Linked DNA regions of Mus musculus: region 1 is linked to region 2. Evidence: chromatin contacts called from public promoter capture Hi-C data. All regions are on one chromosome and are shown on one strand. Each heading gives the region's core, a stretch centred on a gene start, on an enhancer-like site or on the middle of the called end of the contact. The rest is flanking DNA. Distances are from core to core; before and after follow the strand shown. Region 1 holds the start of 2900093K20Rik (RIKEN cDNA 2900093K20 gene). Region 2 holds the start of Ralgapb (Ral GTPase activating protein, beta subunit (non-catalytic)).

What was found. Promoter capture Hi-C pulls out the DNA fragments that hold promoters and counts their contacts.
Region 1: a promoter capture Hi-C map of pre-B cells shows a contact between it and region 2. The contact joins the promoter of 2900093K20Rik here to the promoter of Ralgapb in region 2. A contact is called at or near these places in 1 of 39 promoter capture datasets (pre-B cells) and 1 of 484 Hi-C or Micro-C datasets (CD4 T cells).

The regions. Positions count from the first base shown.
Region 1 is chr2:163,417,771-163,421,650 of GRCm38.p6, forward strand. It overlaps 2900093K20Rik (RIKEN cDNA 2900093K20 gene), which reads left to right and starts at 2,001. Exons shown (of 1, transcript NR_151490.1): 1 at 2,001-2,591. Oser1 (oxidative stress responsive serine rich 1) reads right to left here and starts at 1,700. Exons shown (of 4, transcript NM_025699.2): 1 at 1,642-1,700.
Region 2 is chr2:158,408,432-158,412,529 of GRCm38.p6, forward strand. It overlaps Ralgapb (Ral GTPase activating protein, beta subunit (non-catalytic)), which reads left to right and starts at 1,422. Exons shown (of 30, transcript NM_001291138.1): 1 at 1,422-1,672.

The sequences.
Region 1 (3,880 bases), core at 751-3,250, 5.0 Mb after region 2:
TTCATATAAAACACTCTCATACACATAATACAAGTAAAAAAAATTAATAGTGAGGTTTATAGTAGTTCTCTCAATCTGACTTGTGTGGCAATCAGTCAACATTTAAGTACACTCCAAGCCACATGGACACTGGTAAACATCACAGGCAGAGATCCACTCCTTTCACAAGTACTTCTAGGATTCCTAGTTCTACCTTGGATGCCACAACAGAGGCTGAACTGAATACAGGGGTCCCAGGAACCCCATTTCAGTAGGGAGGGCATCTCACTCCTACCCTCCAGGACTCACACTTGGCTAGGAAGCCTCCCAGCTAAGCCTCACAACTTCTAATTACACAGTGCTGACTTAATAGTATGGCAGGTGACCACCCTAGATGTTAATACAAACTTAGCATTCTTGTTGAGACACTCCCAGATATATCATTAAAAACCCCAACAGCCCAAAATAAAAATCTGGCTGCAAACCAAAAACTCTGAGAATAAAGTATCGCCTAACTTGTTTTCAAACGTCCACCACTGTGACTGCTCATGTTTTTCTTCAATTACTTTAAGCCAGAGCAAGAGTATCCTAGGCTTAACCTAGGGGGCTAGATCAGAGCATGCTTGCAATTACAAATGGGTTGTTATGCTCCTCCCAGTTCCTAGCTTTCCATTATGGAAGCATCAACCCAACAGCTTTATACAACAGGTGAGTGGATTGCCTATCTTCATTTACATTACATTGTGGGAAATTCTCCTATTACCCCTTCACTGCTCTTACTTCCAAAGAATGCCCAAAGACCTCAGACTTGCAAAAGGCCCATAAGAAGTTACTTTTCGTGGTTTTAAGTCAAATCACATCCCAGTTTCTTTCCACCAATACCGTGTGCAGTGTCTTGCTTACACCTCTGAAGCTTTAAACTAAGCTCTCCTTAAGTTTCCGGTCGAACTTCTCATTTTCAGCAGCACGAAAATGAGATCTGCACGCGTCCTCACAAAGTTAAAGCGGAGAAATCTCCCCAAACCTCTCAAAGTTACAGAGTCCCGAAAAGGAAAAACAACAACAACAAACTAACCAACCCTATCCAGAACGGCCCGGATAGAATCAATCTGTCCCTAGGACGAGAACACATCCACACCTCTCTGGGCACACCCACTCAACCCCTCAAAATCACAGGACTACAGGCAAAGCGACACGTTCGTTCCTTTCTGCCTATCACGGTTAAGCGGAGTCGGCTGGGAAAAGGTCAGAACCCGGGGACACCCAAGCGGGGAGCTGTCTCGGCTTTTACCCTGTCCGCCCCGGCCAACCACGGACTCCGAGAGGAGGCAGGAGTGAAGCTGCGGCGCAGAAGCCGCAGGACGCAAGCGGAGAGGAGTGCGACTCGCAGGGCGGGAAAAGGCGGGAAGGGGCAAAGGGCGGCAAGGAGAGCGAAAGGGGAAGCTGTGGCCGGCGCGGCCCGGACACCGCGGGAACGCAGGAAGGCGGGAAGCGAAGGCCGCGCAACTTGGCACTCCAGGCCGCGGCAGCCGAGGGCCGGGCCGGGCAGTCGGCGCAGGGAAACGCCGCGACCAGACGGGAGGGCCGGACTCCGCCTCCCGCGGGTGGGAGGCCTGGCGGACACGACGTCCCCGGCCCTCCTCGTCCCGTCCGGCCACTCACCTCCTCGCAGCTGGGGCGCTCCCGGGAATCCGGCCCCGTCGGCTCCGAGCGTCTCTCCGCGTCCGCCGCGTCTGTCTGACCCGGATCCAAACCCCACCGATAGGGTGGCCCGCGCCTCTAGAGTTGTACTGCGCCTGCGCAACCTCGGCTCGCGCCCTGCCCACCGTTCACGCTCCTCCCACCTCGGTGACTCGGCAGCTCGGCCCGCCGCAACTACGCAGGCGTACGGCGGTAGCCCGGCCTCTCGAAGCCCCAGCTCCAACCCCTCTCCGAAGCACGTGCGTCTTAAGTCATTTCCTGTTATTCTTTTCGCTCCCTCCGCCCCCTGGCTTGGGTTCGCTCCCGGCAGGCTTTTGGGCGTGCCTACTTCCTCTTCGCTGTCACGTGAGGCGGCGGCTTGCCTTGCAGCTATCGAGCCGCTGCCGCTCCCCTGGCATAGCCTGCTTCCTTCTTGTCCTCTTGAAGTCCCCAAGCCAACGGGATTCGGTGGGCTGCGGGAGTATTTGCGCCAGCTGATGCCTCCGGGAATGCTTGGCGGAGTTTCTTACATGCAACCAAGGGCGCTTGCACTCGGTCCACAACCCTCGCCGTGGGTCGTCTCTTTGGGTCCGCAGAGAAGCCAAGAAGGTATTAATTGGACGAGGCCCAGGCGGTGGATGCTGCCCGGAATTGGAATGGAAATTATTTAGGTTTTGTGGTTTTTGCTTTAAAAAAAAAAAAAAAAGCAGGATCTCATTTGTTAGACCAGCCTGAAAATCGCGTTGATTCCCCTGCCTCGGGCTCCCGTGCCTTCATTTTGAAGTATCTCTTGATAATTGAACGTCTGGAAATTAAACGGTTTCAGCGAAGGCATTTTGCTTTTGTTTTTCCAAGGATGGTTTGGGAGCATCAAGTGGGAAATACAGGGTAATGCACGTACATATTAAATTCTGCAAGAAGGTATTAAGCAATTTACCAGTCTCTGGCTTTTTTTGTTTTTTGTTGTTTGGTTTTTTCGAGACAAGGTTTCTCTGTGTAGCCCTGGCTGTCCTTGAACTCACTCTGTAGACCAGGCTGGCCTCGAACCGCCTGCCTCTGCCTCCCAAGTGCTGGGATTAAAGGCGTGCACCACCACTGCCCGGCTAGTCTCTGGTTTTTAGTGATCTGACAAGTTACCCATATGGCAAGGGTGAGCTATGAAAGACCTCCCCCTACCGCCATTGTCAGGGCCTGTTCTATTTTAAACGTTTCCCCATCGCCTGCCACTCTGGAGTTCCACTTCAGACCCTTGTGTGGAAAGACGATTTTCCTCAATAGAGTTGGTTCTGGCACCTAAACCTTAGAGTGGGTTTTCCCCTGAACCCAAGCTGGCCTCTTCTAGAAGTGGATGCTAGAGAGGATAGCCATGTCCAGCTTAACTAGAGTCAACCCACAGAGAATGGAATCTACACTTCACTGGACAGACAGCCCCGTCTCCAGACAGCTGGCTTGGCTTTGGCTTGCTTGCTTATTTTTGTTTGTTTGTTTGTTTTTTGTTTTTCCTGATCCTGCTCTATAATGCAATCATGGGAAAGCCTTTTGCATTCGATGGGAACTTCATCAGATTTTGAATTTTTTTTAAGATTTATTTATTATTATTCATTAGTACACTGTAGCTGTCTTCAGATGCACCAGAAGAGGGTGTCAGATCTCACCCTCTCACATGGTGTGAGCCACCATGTGGTTGCTGGGATTTGAACTCAGGACCTTTGGAAGAGCAGTCAGTGCTCTTAACCGCTGAGCCATGTTGCCAGCCCCGGTTTTTTTGTTTTTTTTTTTGTTTGTTTGTTTTTCAAGCTAAAATACACCCTGTGATAAGTTTGGGGATGCTGGCCCGCAGAAGGGGCTGCTGCATCTTCCCATTCAGCCACAGGATCACAAGGGCAAGCTGATGTTCCTAGTGCCCTGTGTTGTATTAAGTGTGTTTTAGACTAAGGATGCTTCCACTTGTGATGTGCTGAATAGGATGTGACCCTTTCCTAAGCTAAGAAGCACCTGTGTAGGGCTGTTGAACATAAAGCTTGTGATGGGTCCTGAATAAAACCTTCAAATTCTCTGTACAGTAACTGGCCCACAGTGAAAAAATAATCCTGTTGTAATTCTCTGATGGCTAACAACAGTTGTAACAGATGCTAGTAACAGTAATAACTCTACTATCTTCAAACATAATATTCCTGTGATTTTACACATTCTACAGATAGTTGTCATCTTAGGTGTTTAT
Region 2 (4,098 bases), core at 172-2,671:
AACCCTATCAGTCTGATCTTCCATAGATGTTCAATATTCGGTGTTAGGAATGTGGTCGCAAGTAACAGAAAACTCAATGGATTGTGGTATAAATAAGGCCCACCACCCTCTTTAAAGCAGGAAAGGAGTACAGAGTCCATGCAGTTTCCTTGGTGTGTCCTAAAGAGGCAGGTTTCTTTGCCTTGTTTTACATTTATAGTAGAGTCTTCTGCAAGATCTCAGAATGACTGCCACATCTCCTGGCATTGTATTATACCATGGTTCCAATCATGAAGTTGGGGAAAGTTGAAGGACACAAAATTTCTCAGGACTTCCTTTATATCCTAAGTCTCCCTTGGAACTTTGGTTTATGCTTTATGGACTAGAACTTTGTTTCACTGGTATGCTGTCAAGCAGGGGAGGGGGCTTTGCTTTTTGGCCTCTGTAGTGTAGAAGTGGGAAGGAGAGAGGGGCTTGGAATAGTGACCATGTGATAAAGCACTTATCAAAAACTGTCTAATTGAACTTTACTGCTTCATCCACACACTGTCCTGGCACATTGTTACCCACCCCTTCCCCTCTTCCTGTAGGTGAGGTTGTGGTCTTAAAGAATCCTTGTTTTATCTCTTCTACGAGGGCACTAGTTTCTTCTTCACTCCTACTTGGTTCATGGTCTCTTCTGAGGATGACAGTCACCGTTTTCTCTGCTTTCCATACAAATGTGTTTTTTGCACAGCCTAACACCCTGATCCCTCCACCTCTGAGTTCCAAGGTCAGTCACAAGGCCAGGCTCTCTATGAAGCTGTCTCCATCCCTCTTTCCTCTCAGCCTGACACGTGGGGAGTACGTCTAAAATGTTGTTACTTTCCTCGTGGAAGTTGAAACGAAATTCTTGACAGTGGTACTGTTTGCAAAACGTCCGGTGCATGGCAGGTGCTCGAACTTGTATCTCTTGTTAGTAATAGCTTATCTCCCCGATCAGATACAACTCGTTGGTGACAGGTTCTGAATCATCCTTTTAAAGCACGTCAGGCCTGGCGAGGACATTGCCCATAATAATGCTGCGCCCATGTAATAAGGGGCTGGGCAAAGGAAGAGCTACAATGCTGAGATGTGAGACATTCCTTTAGCCTGAATGGTAGCCAACTTTTCATAGAGAAGCCCCTTACTCTTCTGCACTAAGAACATGTAGAAGCCAGATTGCTTCTGGAGCTGGCACCGCGATGACGTAAGTGTCCGTCACTTTACTCCTCCCACTCCACCGAAGCCCGAAAGGGGGCGGTGTGGGCAATCGCGCTTCGCGCGGCCCTCTGGGACGGCTGCGCACGCGCAGCTTCCGGCTCCAGGCTCGGAGACTTATTTGACGCTGCCCACTCGGTCCCTTCAGAAGTCGCGGGTCAGCAGCGCCGCGCAGGCGCAGTAGTCCCTTCGGCTGGGGAATTATTTGACGCCACCGCCCCTGGCAGTCGGAAGTTGCTTGAACGGAGCCCAGCCGGCCGGCCAAGCGACCGGTGTTCGTCGTCCCCTGGGCGCCCTGGGAGAGTCACTGACGGGTGGACGGACTGACTGCCGGTGGAGGGCCGGCCGGGGCAGTGGCAGCGCGGGCCGGATGGCGCGGGTCGCGTGAGGCGGCAGGCCGAGTGCGGCCCGCGGTGCGCCCGCCCAGCGATGCGGGCCCCGCCCGTCGCCTCAGGTACGCGGCGGCCGGCGCGGTGCGGCCGGACCCTCCCCTCTCGCCGTGCTTTTTTTTTTTTTTTTCCCTCTCCTCAGCAGCTACTGAGGCAGGGGCTCTTTGAACCTCCGCTGCTCCCGGGGCCGAGCGTCGGCGGGCGCATTCCTGGGTTCTGAAGTGGCCGCACCGGGCGCGGGAGCACAGTCCTGGCCCGCGGATTCTGCCGGGTGTGAGCGAACCCGGGAGGGTCGGACTGGCGGAGCGCCCCCCTGGCAGCCTGGGGACAGGGGCGGGTCTGGAGTGGCAGCGGCAACTCCGGGGAGGATGCGGTCCACCGAGGGGCAGGTGGAGTTGCTGCCGTCCGGTGAGGATGCTACTGCCCAGGGCACGGTGACGCTTGCGAGGAGAGTAAACAGCCACCCTCCGCAAATGCTTGCTTTCCGCCAGGCCCAGGCCAGATAGGGAATTTGAGCACCCTGCACGGCAGGACTGTTACCCCATTCTACGGACCAGGCAACCGAGGCCCAGAGCGATCGGGCGCCTTTGGTGCCCAAGGTCATAGAGCTGGGTAATTTGAACTCAAGCAGCCTTGACAGTCCGATCCAGGTTCTTAACCAATTAGGTCATTGGATGTCCAACTTTGATGCACGGTAAAAATCACTTGGGGAGTTTTGAAAAGATTCCTGGTGCCATAGCACCTCAAACTAATTAAACCACCATGTCTAGAGGGTAGGGGGAGACAAATACTAGTATCTTTCTAGTATTTGTCTTTCCGGAGATCCCCTAGTGGTTCTGGGCTATAGTGAGGTTTGACAAGTGTGAAAGCATGTAATCTCAGAGGTCTGACAGTGCCTCTCCAGTTTATGTGTGCAGGAGGATGCTTGTTAAGATCGTGGATTCCACTGGCAGAAATTCATATTGTCACTCCCTTCCCCCCAGCGCGCCCTTGTTCTATTGCTGGAACTCTCCATTTCTCTGCCTCAGCCTCCTGAGTGCTAGGATGGTAGCTGTTCACTAAGAGAGAACTTTTCCTTAGATCCACAGACTACCACCCCTTTGGTAGGTAGGCCTCCTTGAGGGTGAGACCCAATTATGGATTCTTAGCAGAGCTTTTAAAAAAAATGTATACATTCCTTGCAAAAACTGTTGGTTTACAATTTCCCATAATATACGGCACTCATGGTTATGGTTTCTCTAGCCTCTGGACTTTTGCATACACTGTTCTTTCTACAAGACAGGCCTCCGTGTTTTCTCAGCACCCTACCCGAACACATACACCTTCTCATATGCATCAATTCTGTCTATTGCCCAGCTCTCAACAGTCCCTTCAAGATCCTCTGCCTCCCCTGAGCCCTGCCCATCTTGGCATTATTGTAGAGTAGCTGACCACATGTTTTTCTGTGTTGTACTCCTAAGCTCTTCTGTAAGGTTTTGATGGCAGGGACCATGCTTTTCTTGGTGTCTGTCTGTCTGTCTGTCTGTCTCTCCCTCTTGGAGTACTTTGACATCGAGGCCGACAAACATTTTTTGAATATAGTGTTTAGTCCCTTTATGTCATAGACCTCATGCCGCAGAGGCATCTGTTTTCTTTTTTTATAAAAGATATTTGCTGTTCTTAACATTAGGGTTTTTTTTTCCTTTTTCCTTAGGAATACTCTAGTTAAGTTTATTCATTTATTCAGCAGATGAATAAAATGTTGAATTCTTATCCATGACAAGGCACGATGTAAGACCATGTTCCAGCAACATTGGTTGGTTTAGCTGCGTGAGGTGGCACACGCCTTTAATCCCTGCACTCAGGAGGAAGAAGCAGGTGTATCTCTTTAAGGCCAGCCTGCTCTGCACAGTGAGTTAGTGACAGGATAGCCAGGGCTCCATACAGAGGCCTGCCTCAAACCTCCACCCAACCAATCAACACACAAAAACAAACAAAACAAGAACATTGGTGAATTTTATTGTTAACTTCCATGTAGACAGTCTATTCTATAGTGAGAGACTTTTTATTGCCATTGGGGTTTTGCATGTGGCCTTTCCTCATTGTCTAAAAGAAGTGTTGTCTAGATGCTATTGCCTTGTATGTATCAACGCACGCAGTTATAGTTCATCCCATCTGATGGGAGACAGTCAGCTCTGTATCAGAGCAACAATACAGACTCGGTGTAGTTTATTACATAATGTCTGAACTGCCATTGCTGCACATGCTTACCAGTTTTAAAGGAAGTCAGTGCAATAATTCTCATTGCTTCTGTTTTTAGTACCGCCCCCTTTTTTGGTAAAATTTATTTTTATGTTTATGGGCATTTTGATTGCATGCATGTATGTGCACTACTTGGATGTCTGGTGCTTGCAGAGGCCAGAGGAAGGTGTCAGGTCCTCTGGAACTGAAGTTACAGAGGGTTGTGTTCAGGTTCCATGCAGTTGCTGGAACTTGAACGTGGGTGCTCGGC